2 separate regions of the Anser cygnoides genome follow, and region 2 is linked to region 1. Evidence: chromatin contacts called from public Hi-C data. All regions are on one chromosome and are shown on one strand. Each heading gives the region's core, a stretch centred on a gene start, on an enhancer-like site or on the middle of the called end of the contact. The rest is flanking DNA. Distances are from core to core; before and after follow the strand shown. Region 1 overlaps LOC136790821 (a long non-coding RNA gene). Region 2 overlaps LOC136790820 (a long non-coding RNA gene).

The links. Hi-C and Micro-C count contacts between places; a contact is called where the count stands out from the background.
Region 2: a contact with region 1 is called in a Hi-C map of liver, with 5 times the contacts expected there. The contact joins two enhancer-like sites. A contact is called at or near these places in 2 of 7 Hi-C or Micro-C datasets (both in liver).

The regions. Positions count from the first base shown.
Region 1 is chr4:45,991,732-45,998,772 of Taihu_goose_T2T_genome, forward strand. It overlaps LOC136790821 (a long non-coding RNA gene), which reads left to right. Exons shown (of 3, transcript XR_010831518.1): 3 at 480-613. Among named protein-coding and RNA genes, the nearest start is that of IQCM, 160 kb to the right of the region's middle. Within about 2 kb of position 4,335, at least 2 of the 3 cell types and tissues checked have open chromatin away from gene starts, as enhancers often do. A contact at or near this core is called in liver, where this site is marked.
Region 2 is chr4:46,161,178-46,167,823 of Taihu_goose_T2T_genome, forward strand. It overlaps LOC136790820 (a long non-coding RNA gene), which reads right to left. Exons shown (of 4, transcript XR_010831516.1): 3 at 229-363. Among named protein-coding and RNA genes, the nearest start is that of IQCM, 8.8 kb to the left of the region's middle. Within about 2 kb of position 4,289, at least 1 of the 3 cell types and tissues checked has open chromatin away from gene starts, as enhancers often do. A contact at or near this core is called in liver, where this site is marked.

The sequences.
Region 1 (7,041 bases), core at 3,085-5,584:
TCCATCTCAGAAATCACAGGGTCAATAGCTGCTCCTTCTTCAGATACACCACTGAGTCTGGGGTCAGTGGGAGGAAAGAGATGTTCTTCAGTCTGTGTGAAGATGCCATACCCCTTTGCCATGTTTTACATGCAGTCCATCCCAGAAAAGAAACAGTAAACATGAAAACAGCAGGCACCTTGTCCCTGTCACATGGAGCTTTATGAGCTGCTATAGTATACTCTGAAGCCAATGCAAATCCCATTAGTAGTTTCAAAGTCCAGCTAGTGCACAGCCTGGTCAAAAATGTTAAGAGCCAAGGCAGTAACCATATTAAACTTGACTTCTTGCTTCAGAAAGATGCCTAGGTTTCATAAGAAGAACTATTTTCTCAATATTAGTTATTATAAATTAATGTTTGTTGTATTCATCATTGAATTATGTTCAATAGTATTATTCCACTTGATTTTATTATATTCTTTTGTATCTGTTCTGCACAGAAGACTTCAAGAGAAAGAGATCAAGAGTGAACGTGAATCGATGTCAACAGAAACTAAGGCTTCCTACCCCGGTTCCCATAGTGAAGATGAGTATCCCACACGTCAGTGAATCCAGTGCTGGTTGTACAGTTCATGACACGCATTGTGCATAGCTGCGAAAAATCCTGTGGAACAGAAGAATGACTATTCCCTGGGGTAGAGGAAAAGTCAGGGATAAGGGTGACTTTTGGGGCAACAGATGGGAAGGATTAAACAGGAGAAGGGAAAGACAGTAGCTACAAGGAGGGAAAAAGCTGAAGAGAACTGAGAATGTCTGTGAGGACAAAGTAAGAAGGTGCTACCAGAGCATGCTTCCACACAGAATATACAAAGAGCTTATAACTGCACTAATAAATGTTAACAGTTATCATTGTTAATTATGCTCTTTACTATATTAAGAACTATCATAATCATTGTGATGGTACGATTATTAACATAAATGTAATAACTATGCTAATGAGTTCATTAATAATTCAATTGCTGTAGTGTCCACAACTCTGACATTCCTTTACTGTCCTGGAGATTGCTACCAAATCATTGGTGTGTCTCCACTTGCCTTCAGGGCCAACAGGTACCAGTTCATCACTGAGAATGAACCTGCGTTTTGAATCCAGAAAACCTGACTCTGCTGCTAAACTGATTTGTACCACGTGTTAAAATTTCAGGATGGGGAATTCTTCATTTTGAGTTCTCTAGGTATTTAGCATTCAGCATTTAAAAATATGACACTAAGAGACCCTTAAGTTTGTGAAGTGGTTGTAGAAGTGCCTGACTGGGCAGAATTATAGTTCTCGCTGTTTATCTGAGATACCTGAAGGGAACTTACCTTTTTTAAGATGATGTTGAGCATCTTCCTAAGAGAGGACAGTTCTGCTAGCAGTTCCCTCTGACAGCAGCTTATCTTGAACTGATAATGACTCAGTCCATTGGACAGCACCAGCAGTAGTAGGTCAAGATGGACACATTTACACATACTTCAGGATGTGTTCTGCAATTTTGACAAAGAAAATCTTGAATAGCTGTTAACAGTTTGCTAAAAAAGATGTCTTTAAATGCCCAATAACTTTTGCTTTTTAAGGGTAAAGCACCATCAATGTCATTTCAAAAGCCCTGCAAATTCTCAGGCATCCACTGAAGATCTGCATTAATATTGGCTCATGGAGACTACAGCAGCAGAGAGGTGCATCCTGCAACATCCCTGTAATGTAATCCCATTGTGGTTGGGTGCCTGGTTTCCTTCCCTACTGCAGTAACCATCATGCTAGAGGCTAAGGGGAAAAGTGAGAAGGGGAATTGTGCACTTTGACTTCATCTTAAGATGGAGCTGGGAGAGCATAGAGGGTCCCTTCATTTTGTTACAGTCAGAGGTATCAAAAACTTTCCTTTTCTGAGATGGAGAGGCTGGGTGTGGGGGCAAAGGGAAAAGAAAGAGGATGAGACAAGGGTTCATGCAGAGACATTTCAGAATGTCTTAAAAGATGCAGAAAAATGAAGAGTTCATTTTTTCGCAGATCACTTTAACATTATTTTTAACCTCACTACTTTTATAATGACCCCTCTGGAAGGGTGAAACATGCATTCTTACCAGCTCTTTTTATTCAACTTAAAACATGCGTGCTGAGTTGTTGTTGGCTTTTACACTTGGGAAGTAAAAAGGAGCAGGATGTTAAGAGAAAATATATTTCTGAAGCATTATTTGTTAAAATGTCTACAAAGAATTTTGTGGCCTTCACAAATAGATGAAAGTGAAACAGCTCACAGCTTGACCTTCCAACCTTTCCTGGGGTCTCAGTAGGTGATACTGCAAAACCTGGAGCTGTCTGTTTCTGGTTGAAACTGCATTACATTAGATTTGCACCATAACTTACCTTCTTCCTAACCCCCACACAAATGATGGGTTGCCCCATAGTCTCATGAGACTGTCAGGGATATGTGTGCTGGGACAGTCCTTGCAAAGCATATCAGCTCTGACTTTGCTCCAGCAAAAAAAGATTTTTAAAAAGCGGTCAACAGTGAGAACAGGCAATGAAAGTGGGGTTCCTGCAGCAATCTAGATGTAGGTGAGGATGACAACACATTGGCAGATCTGAAAATATGAACTGAAAAAGAAGAAGACTCCAAACCCCCAGCCAAGCAGAAAACACAAGTGCATCAACACTCCACCCCAAATAAATGAAGATGTTGCCAGGCATATTCTGTACTTCCACGAATGTGGAGACAAGGCTGGGTAGTATTAATGGAGTAATATCCATACCTACACTCGCACTTTAAGGAACTGTGTCTTGATTATGTTGACAGGCTCCTGATGCTTGTAGGGTTTAGACAGAACAGAACTTCATCTACTTTCTATAGTATTCCTAGGGGTCTAGACTCCCAGGTATGTCTTAGACCTATACTGTTTCAAAAAATTTTGGTAACTAATAAAAACAGTCATCTAAAGAAAGGCATACTCATGATTCAGGAGGTCTGTATAGAAAACTCTATATAGAAAATTTGGTCTGGAATGATAGCTGTATCAATGGGGGCAGTGAAAAAAACAAAGGAAAAGATAGACACTAATATGATATAAATCCATGAAGAGTTGCCACAGCACTATGTTTAAATATCAGTGAAGTGAGCTATTTCTCAAAATGTCGGAAACCAAAGATTTCACCCTTCCAACTCAGTCAGTATTATTAACCTTTGATTTCCTAGAAGTTCAGATGAGATCCCTGGAGATATTTTATCAGTGTGGAGTCCAGAAAGTTTTTCCTTGTGCAATCATGAGTCAAGAATATAATTACAATAGCCAGAAATGTAGACTCAGGAAACCTGTTCAGCTAAAAATGGAGATAGTTATAACCAGGGATTGAAATGATCATAAAAATGATCATAAAATTTCATTTATTTTTTCAACCACTAAGTTAGAAGAGGAAATTGAGACAACTCCAGATGCAAGCTCAGCATCCCCTTGTTCTGTTTAAAGATAAGGATATTAAATACACATCGTAATTACCCAAGCAGAATCCATAATGTAGATCAATAGTCTTACTGCTTCAGAAACACTAGATTTGATGAGTATGAAGTGTAGCTAATAGACAAATTTCATACCAATAAAGTCTCCATTTCTCATGTCTGTATCTGCATATATTAATTACTGATAATTAACATGCTAATTAACCTCTTAGAATTCAACAAAAATCATCATTCTTCGATATTTATGTCATATCTAACTATGTCTGCTACAGAAGACATGAAAAATCTCAGCAATTTTAGGATCACAATGCAGGTCTGGCTTTAAGGGTTAGGGCAAGGCAAAGTGTTTTCTTTCTGCCCCTAAATTCTGACTTTCAGGTTTTGTAATTTGTCAAACCTTAGAGGTTCTGTCTTCTTTTGTTGTATCTTCTGATATACCCCATGTAGTGGCACATAGTATATCCTCCTACAAATGTATATTACTTTACATGTAAGCGAAGAATTGAGAGCTAAGTTCCTAGGTACTTTTCTAAGCTATTAAATGTGAATTGTTTCCTGGTTGTTGGTTTAGGGTAAAGGCATTTGTTAGAAACTAGGACTGGCAATATTTTCCCCCTAAAGGTACTTCTGGCACACATTTTTTGTTCCAATTATTGATATTCTGAAAGATCCTCCAAGTTAGCCCCTCCTTTCCGAGGTCCAGGAAGAAAAAGAAAGTCCACTGAGAACAGGGTGATCACACAACTCCTTCCATGGCTATTGCTGCTGGAGGTGAAATGAGGGGCTCAAGAGTGTATTTTGGCAAACTGAAGTGATTCTCCTCTCTATGCGTTATGTCCTGGGGAATAAAAACACTTGCAATCTCCAGACTGCCAATCTCCATCTGACACTTAGTCAGTGGGATTTGAGGTGGAAAGAATAAACACAGACGGTTAGAGTCCAGTCTTTGACCCCAGGAACGGCTGGAGACTTCTGGCTTGGATTTTGTAGTCACCTACTGCAAACCAGCTGTAATACGTCTTTTAAAATTTCAGGTCTTCCAAGTTGAATTGGGTATGTTTATTAAATGTACTGCTTACCCACCTCTCTTTCACAAGCGCAGCAGTCTAGTGCCCTTTGTAAGCCTTGCACAGAAGGTACAAAGTTCATGCTCAGATTCCATGCCTTCCGTTGATGATTTTCCACAATATTGCATAATTCTACCCAGAGTTGTTCTAAACAGATTTAAAGCCTGTCCCTTATTCAGGGAACTTCCAGTATAAATATGAGAGAGAAAAAGCACCAAATCACGGAAAGGATATCAGAGCAAGACAGGAAGCACAAGTGATTGTTGATAAAAAGGACTGTTTGCTGGAGGTGGCAAAGGAGCAGGTAATCAGACACTGCATCCTTGGATCACAGAATGTGCCAGGTGGCCATGAACCCCGGGGTTTTGGCTTGGCCACTGCAGAGATAAGGCCAGCTGCAAAGCTTGGATCCCAATCAAATGTTTGCAATCCAAACACCCTGAGAGTTGGGGTTATTTGGCATGGGCCCATGTCTAGTTTATATTAATGTTTATTGCCCCTTGGCCATTTGGAAACTAACTTTCATAATTCACACCTCAGCAGTGCACGTTTGGCTGTCCTGATGGCAGGCTACAAATGCAACTCTGCTATCTAGCAGCACTCCTTTCAGCTCTGTGAAGCTGCCTTGCATGTGGCTTACATATTACAGCTGACAAGGGATGAATGACAACTTCATGGCTCACTGTTAGAAGCTTAGCCAAAAAGGTACAAAAGGCGTGTCTCCTGCTAGGGCTTTCATCTTTCACACCCACTCAACACTTTTTACAGTAATTCTTTGGGTGAGAAGATCACTGTCCTCTTTGCTTGCCTTCCTTTCCACAAGTCTCACTTGGCACACTGGCTATCGACAGCTGTTTCATTGGCTCCTTGGTTGCATGACTTAGAGGTTTAAGAGGGCTCTAAACTGATTGCTTTCCTCTTAAATATGGCTTAGACCTATCCTGTGATATTGAAACCTTCCTGTTAATGGTACTTAAAGATTGGAATAGATTCACCATCCACTTTATGCTCGTCAAATAACAAGACCAGAAGAGACCAGTCTGGAATCATGCTCCTTGGAGCAGCGGGAGAAGCCAATCATCATAATGAATAAAGTTACTTCAATATCTCCAAAAGATGAAGAATTCAGCCCAAGATCCTCCTGTTTCATTTTATTCCTCTGGCAAAAATTATATTTTATTAACTGGACTTTTACATTTAAGTCTACTCTATCCTTTCAAAGATATATTTCATAGAGTCTACTTCTAGGATCATGTTGGATACCTAATAAGTTCTTCCGTGAGCAGCCATTTCATGTATTAGACCATAATGATTGCTTGGGTTCAGTCTGCAGCCCACATTTTCTCTCTCTGTTAGATCTCCTTACTTGATGCCAGAAAGCCAGAGTAAATGTTGTCTTAACAGTACTTTCATCTGCTTACTGCTCTTCCTCTGTTCTGAGTCTTTCCTTTCCCTATTCATAATTTGTCTTGCTAAGTATTGATGGGCATCTTCACGGGTAGTGAAAAGTGAAGGAGGTAGCAGTACTAAGAATTACTGTTTTCTCCAGTGCTACTAAAATAAATCAGTCCTCAAAGACTTGCCTTATAAAGAATGAAGTGTACTAGCCTGGGCAATGAAAACTAAACTTCCCTTGGTAGTCTCCCCATTCATGTTATATGATAGGGCTCAGCTTGGCCTGTTTCTGGCCTCAAATTCTGTAATAACTAGCATGACCACTGAAAGTACCAACTGTGTGAGATACCCACAACCCAAATTGCCCTGCTTTCAACATTGTCAATCTCTCTTTAAAGGAAAAAAAAAATAGCCAACAAACAAAAAGAGAAAACAACACAACAGAACAACAACAAACACAACCTCAGTTTGGATGAACCAATGTTACAATGAATCATTTTTCTTTCTAATGCTAACAGAAAGCACTTGCATCTCAGGCTCCTGATGACTTGACCTAAATAACCTTTTGATTGCCCTGTTGACTTCTGTTGTAAGGGGAGGACATTTCCCCTGTTCAGGAGCACTTCATGATTACTAGTTTTTCTGGAGTTTTTATTAAAATAAATAAATAAATAAATAAATAAATAAAATAAAGAGCCATCAGGGGCTCTATTTTCATCTTTCTCACCCCCTGTGTGTTCCCCGTCCGCTCTGAGCTCGGCTGGCACAAAGTACTGCCAAGTCAGACTTAGGGAAGTGCTGAAGTTTCACACCCAGTCATCAGTGTATAAATGACCATACAAGGTGAAAAACAGTTTTCCACTCATGGAAGTAAACATCCATGATAAATCCCCAAGTAAAATATTTGCCTTTTTTTTTTTTTTAATGAAGTCACCATTTCAAAGCAGCCCAACATCTTTTCTCTTTTTTTTTTTCTTTTTTTTTTTTTTTTCAGTGGCTGCCACCTTCTCTGGCCTCCACCTGGATCTGCACAGCAGTCCTGCCTGGAGCAGCTGAGGGCAGCTGAGGGAAATGTCACTGGGAGGCATTTTCCCACTCTTATTACT
Region 2 (6,646 bases), core at 3,039-5,538, 170 kb after region 1:
GCAGTCAGCTGTGTGTTTTGGACCCTAGTTCCATTAACTGTCAATGGCATTTGGACTTCTTTATCCCTTTTAAAATTAAGGCATTGTTCACACCGGGGGCAGAATTTTCTGAAATATCCATTCTCATTATAATTAAGTCAATTAGAAAATCTTCTACAATACCATCACTATTCATTTGACATACTCAGCTATTTTTGGATATTGGACTATTATATATTCCTGAATTACCATTCACATCCTCAAAGGTAGTATCTTCTTGATAAAAGCAAAAAGGATGCTTTGATGTACAGGAAATGGATCACAGAGTTCCTGTTCACTGGATGGAACAATTCACAATGCTCAATGAACAATGTAGTGACAAACCTGTAAGAATGACAAAACAACAGTAGTCAGTGTGATTGTTGTTGTTGTTTCATGTCTTTAATACTAGATTAGAGATTTTTGTTTTAAGGTGAAGTAAAAAAAAATACATAGGAAATAGAAACCATAGCTCAAGAGGAATCTCACGTTCATCAAAATTTGTTACCAGATTACCTTTAGCATAACTCAGAGCACCTTTCTAAAGTTCTGTTTAAAAATTCTATAATGCAGATAAATTAAAACATACGCAGTACTGATTTAGCTGAGATGCAACACTGTGTCTACAATGGAGTCCTTCTGTGACCTTGCCAAGTTTACACAGTGTGCCAATAACAGAACTGGGATTAAAAAACTGACTGATTAAAATTTTGCTCACTAGGATAAAACACTTGAAATGAATCATCTCATTTTCCAGCATGTCCTCGGGTTGCTGCAGGCACAATAAATTACATTCATATAATAGCAAACAACTATAAAAAATTAGAGTTCATACATTTCATATATATTGTAACACCATGGCCTATTTTTAAAACTCTGAATTGCCTAAAGTTTTTATGCTCACAGACAATGAAATATATGACCAGTATTTTTCAGAGTGAAATTTCAGAACCATGAGCCTGACCCAAAATACATATAACTAAACTGAAATATTTCTCTGACTCTGAGGCTCCAGAACAAACCCTATCTGCACATTTTTGATTAACATCAAATGCTATCCCTAATACCTCTGCAAAGAATGCACTTGCAGAGATGCTGAATGTTCTGGGTATAACCTTGTGCACCAGTGAAATGAGCAGAATATAAATAGAAAACAGCAACAAGCAATTGCAGTGGAAAATAATCAGCAAAAGTAGTAATGGAATTAATGGCTGCCAAAGCCTTGCATATCGTGGCAAAAATGCAATCCATCATGCAGCTGTTTGTCATTTTTGCACAGGGTTCCAAACAGCTAAGGTTCGCCTAAGGAGGCCAATCTCCTAGGTGTCCTCTCTAGTAAATGAAGAGATGTAGGCTCCTCCACAAGGAGATTAATTCCTCCAATTGCTTTCTGAAGAAGCCCATCTACTCCACCTACCATAAAGACAGCCTGATCAGATCCACTACCCTGGCGTAAAAGCCTTTTATTTGTGCAAGCAGCTACACATAATTCAATTTTTCTAGCAGAGAAAATAGTTAACATCTGAAAACAACCTGAAACTTTTGTCAAGACAGCGAGGAAGCTATTCAGCTAGCTTGGTGGTCCACTGGACAAAGTGATAAGCAGTGTTCTATTTTAAGCTCCTTAAAATTTAAACACAATGTTGCAGTACCAAAAGTTTCAAAGAGTATTATTACAGATGCTCTACAAAGACATCAAAAATGCTATAGTAGCTCCTCAAATACATCTTTTTCTATTCTTCTCATGCCATAAGTAACTGTGCTGCAATTGCTGAAAGGTTCAGGAGTTACATTTTGCACTCTGTGCATTAATCAGATTTGCAAACACTTGAGCACACATACACGTCAAAATGCCAGCTATTGGGCAAATAGGGGAAATGTCAAATCTAAAAGCAAGTGTAAAAATGAAAGCATTAGGGAGGTTCTAATTTTGCTTAAAATTTAAATCAGGCTTTTCAACTGAATTTGAGAGGAAACAGACACTCTTAAAAGGAGCATTGCCTTTGTTTCAACTCCTGAAAAGCCATTTGTATCTTTCAGAATACCCTACCTTTCCACTATTCTGGGATCCAGGTACTGCTGAGGCAACTGAGACAGCTTTGCATCACAAAACACCCATCACCATTCCAGGAAGCGTTTGTGTAGGAGGGAATTAGAATACATACAGATCATACTGAAAACTAACAAGATAAATACAAGGACAAATCAAGACAACCTGAAATCCCAAGCCTCCATTTAATGTATAGATTTAGAACACAATCACTTCAGTTGTTTTTTGTCTTCTAAATGAGGTGCAAACTAGAATTCTTTACTTAAACACAAACTGAGATTCACTGGACTAGTATTTTTTTTCTGCAGTCTGGCTCCAATCTGTGTGTCAGTTTTCAAGACCACAATGTTAGCATTTCATTGTAGGTCTTAAGATATCTGAATTTCTTACAGGGAACACTAGGATTTTAAAGGAGAAATAAGATAATGGACTCAAAGACTTCTTTTTCATTTTTTTCCCCTTTTCCTTTTTTATTCCTTAAATGAGGGTAACCATTTCACTAGCACAAACTATTTACAATCACAAATGTGTTTTCTGGAAAACAAATATTTGCAATAAAAAATAACAAGCAATTATCTTATACATACAAGAATGATTACAGAGAGATTCTGGGTGTCGGGGGGAAATCTGTATTCTTATATACCTTCTGAATCCTGATAACTGATACTAGATTTTTTATTTATGTTCTTAACGTTACAAATTGCATTACCATAACAAGGAGTCAATATATGGCCAGTTTTTTTAGATCACAACCACAAAAATATTAGCAGGTTAAAACTGACTGCTGAAAACATCTAATTTTTCACAGTACAAATATTGTCCTTCATTTTAAAAAATGTCAGCCACTGCAATTGCAGACAAACAATAAATTAATCCTAAAGAGCCATTTATCCAACTAGTAATAAGGCACAAACATATTACCTTTAAAAACTACATTAAACTACACTCTTTTGCTGAGTTTGCTATATATTAGCTTTAACATTTTACAAATGGCTGCACAGGTGACAAATGAAAAAGGTTTCTCCACAAAATAACTGAAGGTAGATAATGATGCCTCTGAACCAAATCTCTAATATTCATGGATGTTAATAAATTTATTGACCAATGATGAGATGCAAGTTCATTTTAAGGAGTATTTCTCTTTTCCTCTGATATTACTGCAGCCCTGAAATAGAGTTTTGCTCCAAGTGGAACGTAGCATGCTGTAACTACAAGGAAATAAGGCATTTAAAATGGGAGTTCAACCTTTGTGATCAAATGTTTCTTTCTATATCCACTAGAAAAACAAATATATTAACAGAAGCTCAGTCTTTGGTGAGACACAGAACAATTATATGGAAAAAGATGTTTACTGGAGTGCATTCACTTTAAATTCTCATTCAGGAAAGCATCCTTATTCAGGAAAACACTTAAGCACATGCTTGACTTTAAACACATGCTTTGGGCCCAGTGAAGTAAAAGATTTAATCACATTCCAGATAATGATGGATATAAAGCCAAAAGATATTAACATGAATGGTTTTTGGATCCAGGCTTTGCATTTTTCAAGACTTAAATATACACATACAGACATGTACATACACATATACATACACCCCCACACAGACACATACACAGAGAGATCTGTCTCTAAACTAAGCCAAAACATGGGGAACTAGAATTCGAAAGATAATTTGTTAAGAAACCAAAATTAAACTGAAAGAGCAGATTTCAAATACAGTGGCCACTTCATCTTGCTGGCTCCTTAAAACCCAAGCTTATTTACTGTAAAATAAACATTTATGAAAGCCTAGGCATTTCCTATCTGCAATCTTCCTTCTATACTCTCACGTCCCAAGTTTTGATCTCACAGAAAAGAAATGGTTTGGCGTTAAGAAAAATCCAGTTTACATAGCTTTTTTTTTGGCATGTTCTGATGCCAGGAACAAGAATCCATTCCTCTTCTAAAGAGATGAGTCTCCTGATAAGAGACTGATGTTGGCACAAGCACAGTCTTCACATCACAGCTCACTTTATGGGCTTTTTCACATGAGATACAGAAGAAAAAATAAGGCATAGCTTGTGTATAACAATTAGTTTACTCAGATGATTAATTAGTCAATCACTTATCAGGTTAATCATTATTTTCCTGATATAGAAAATGGGGATTCCTCCTCATTTTATCCCTCCAATGAAGAAAAGATGCCTTTTTAGAAGCAATTGCTAAAAAGGGGGTTGGGTGAGCTCTCATTGAAGCTTTGTAGCACAATAACATCCTTTTACTAGAGTACATTTCAAATGCAGTTAAGCTCTTTTTTAAAGCTTAATAATAACCAGAGCTTTCCTCCTAACACACAGCGTTCGCACAAATCTGCCCATTAGTTAGACTAAATGTTGAGGAAGACTTTTACTGGGGACTGATGATAGAGACCTGGTTATTATTTAATGAAGATCTATAGATGTGTGAATAGAAGCAGCCAAAACAAACAGCCCGAAAAGCTAGGGGAACAACAAGATAAATACTTGTCCTGTGACTATCAGATAGTCTGTACTATTTGGAAATCAGAATGAAATAGAAAATAAACTGCTACTTCTTTCCTTCCTGTTGTGCTTGAGGAAGTAGTTTTTACTTCTTTAGTATACAAGCAAAGTGGCATCTAAGAAATACAGTCGAATATCACTAGTTTCTCCCCATAACAGGAAAGGAAAAAAGTATGTAAAAAAAACCAACTGAACCATAAAATTAAAAATACTGAAAAAAAAAAAAAAGACTGATAGCTGAATAGAAGGCCACATTTCGATGACTTACAAAAAGTAAGTGGGGAAATTTCCGTGACTTGATGTTCTGTAACAGGTTTGTTTAAAGGTTTCTCTTAAGTCTTAAAATTTGCAATTTTATGTAAAGAATAAAACCAATATTTCTCTTAAACCATAAGAAGCCCATTTCAGCCAAACCATTTCACGGATGAATATGAAACACAAAGAGAGAGAAAGGGAAAGAAGAGAATCAGCTCCTTGTAGATGAAATCTTACACTAAATCTCTTATTTCTCCTCCTTTTGGGGCGCCAATCTAGGTCTATTTAAAGTCAGTTTATAGACTGACTGCAACTATGCCAGGAGTACAAGCATGAGATTTTTATTACCTGTGGCAGAAGACCTCAACTCCAACAAGAAGAATGTTCAGGATTCTACTTAAAGAGCCTGTTTATACTGATTGTTGTTCTTGTCATCTTTGGTGGGGGGTAGGGTTTTTTGTTTGTTTTTGTAAGAGCTAGAAATACTCTATCAGTTATGTTCATCAGCCTGAGAACAAAATGCATTGAAAGTAACATGGCCAAGTCTGTCTCATTTATTTTCCATGTTTCCAGCAAAACAAAAGAAGATCTTGTCTCACTGATTGCCCTCTACCTGGAGCATGGATGAAAAGCTGATCCTGCAATCTATGCTAATTTCAGCAAGCTCTGCAACAGTGTGGTTTACATTTTCAACATCATACAAACCAAAGTGAATCATTACTGCCTTATTTGCAAAGCTTCTGAGGATGGCTCAGGCTGTCAAGTTAGGCATTTAGTATGTAGAGAACACATAGCTGAAAGGCATCCAAAGAACATCCTATAATAAACACGGAAAAGATGCAAATATACCTAAGCTGCTAAATTTGTATATCACATAAGCAACATTAACTTTTGAGTTTTGATTCAGAACCTGTGTTCAGTGCTTGAAAACAACAATGCTACTCTATGGACTGAGATGAACATGGCTTCTGGGTATATGAAAGACTTCTTTTTAGTAGCTATGATCATTCCTAACAAATGAGAGTTATCAGTCTTTTACTTGTCAAGGGTGTTCTGTTAAGGTCAGCTCTTTTGGGGAAAAAAAGGGTTGGACTTCAGACAGGAACAAGAACTAAGAGGAAAGACTCATTTCATATAGAAATTTTAAAAAATAGTTTGTCTGAACATCTGTATAAACATTCATATCAATGACTGATAAAGTTTGCAATCTAAAACCAAATGGTGTAGGAATTTTAGGAATTATTGTGATGGCTAATTATTTTATTGCTATTCAATACAGAATATTTGTTTTCTTTGATAGTTGGTTTTGCTTTATTTCTTATGGTAGCAAAAACAGTGTAATGCTTGAAATACATTTTCTAGCACATATTAATATTATTCACTAACACTAGTCACTACTCCAAAATTTAATTATATTGATGTAATTTCAAAGAGCTTAAGCACATGGATTCAATCTTATATATATAAATAAATATGCATTTCTCTACTAGAGAGCACAGAATTTTACCTACATCTTTCATTTGTCAACTTGTATCTCAAGTATTGCTTACATAGAGCAGCAGAGAAGCAGCAGGATGTACAGCCCACAGCCAGCTAAGATACATAAAATGGCAAACACACAAAGACTCCAAATGCCCAAAGGAAGGTTTCCACCTGGGGAAGTAGTTGTCACTTATCTCTTCCCCAGAAATAAAACTTTATACTTTTTATAAGCATAGGATTTTACAGCCTATCCAACTAAAAAAAAAAAATAAAATCTTTTTTCAGATTTCTTTGTTTTTTTTTTTATTGTTGTTGATTTTT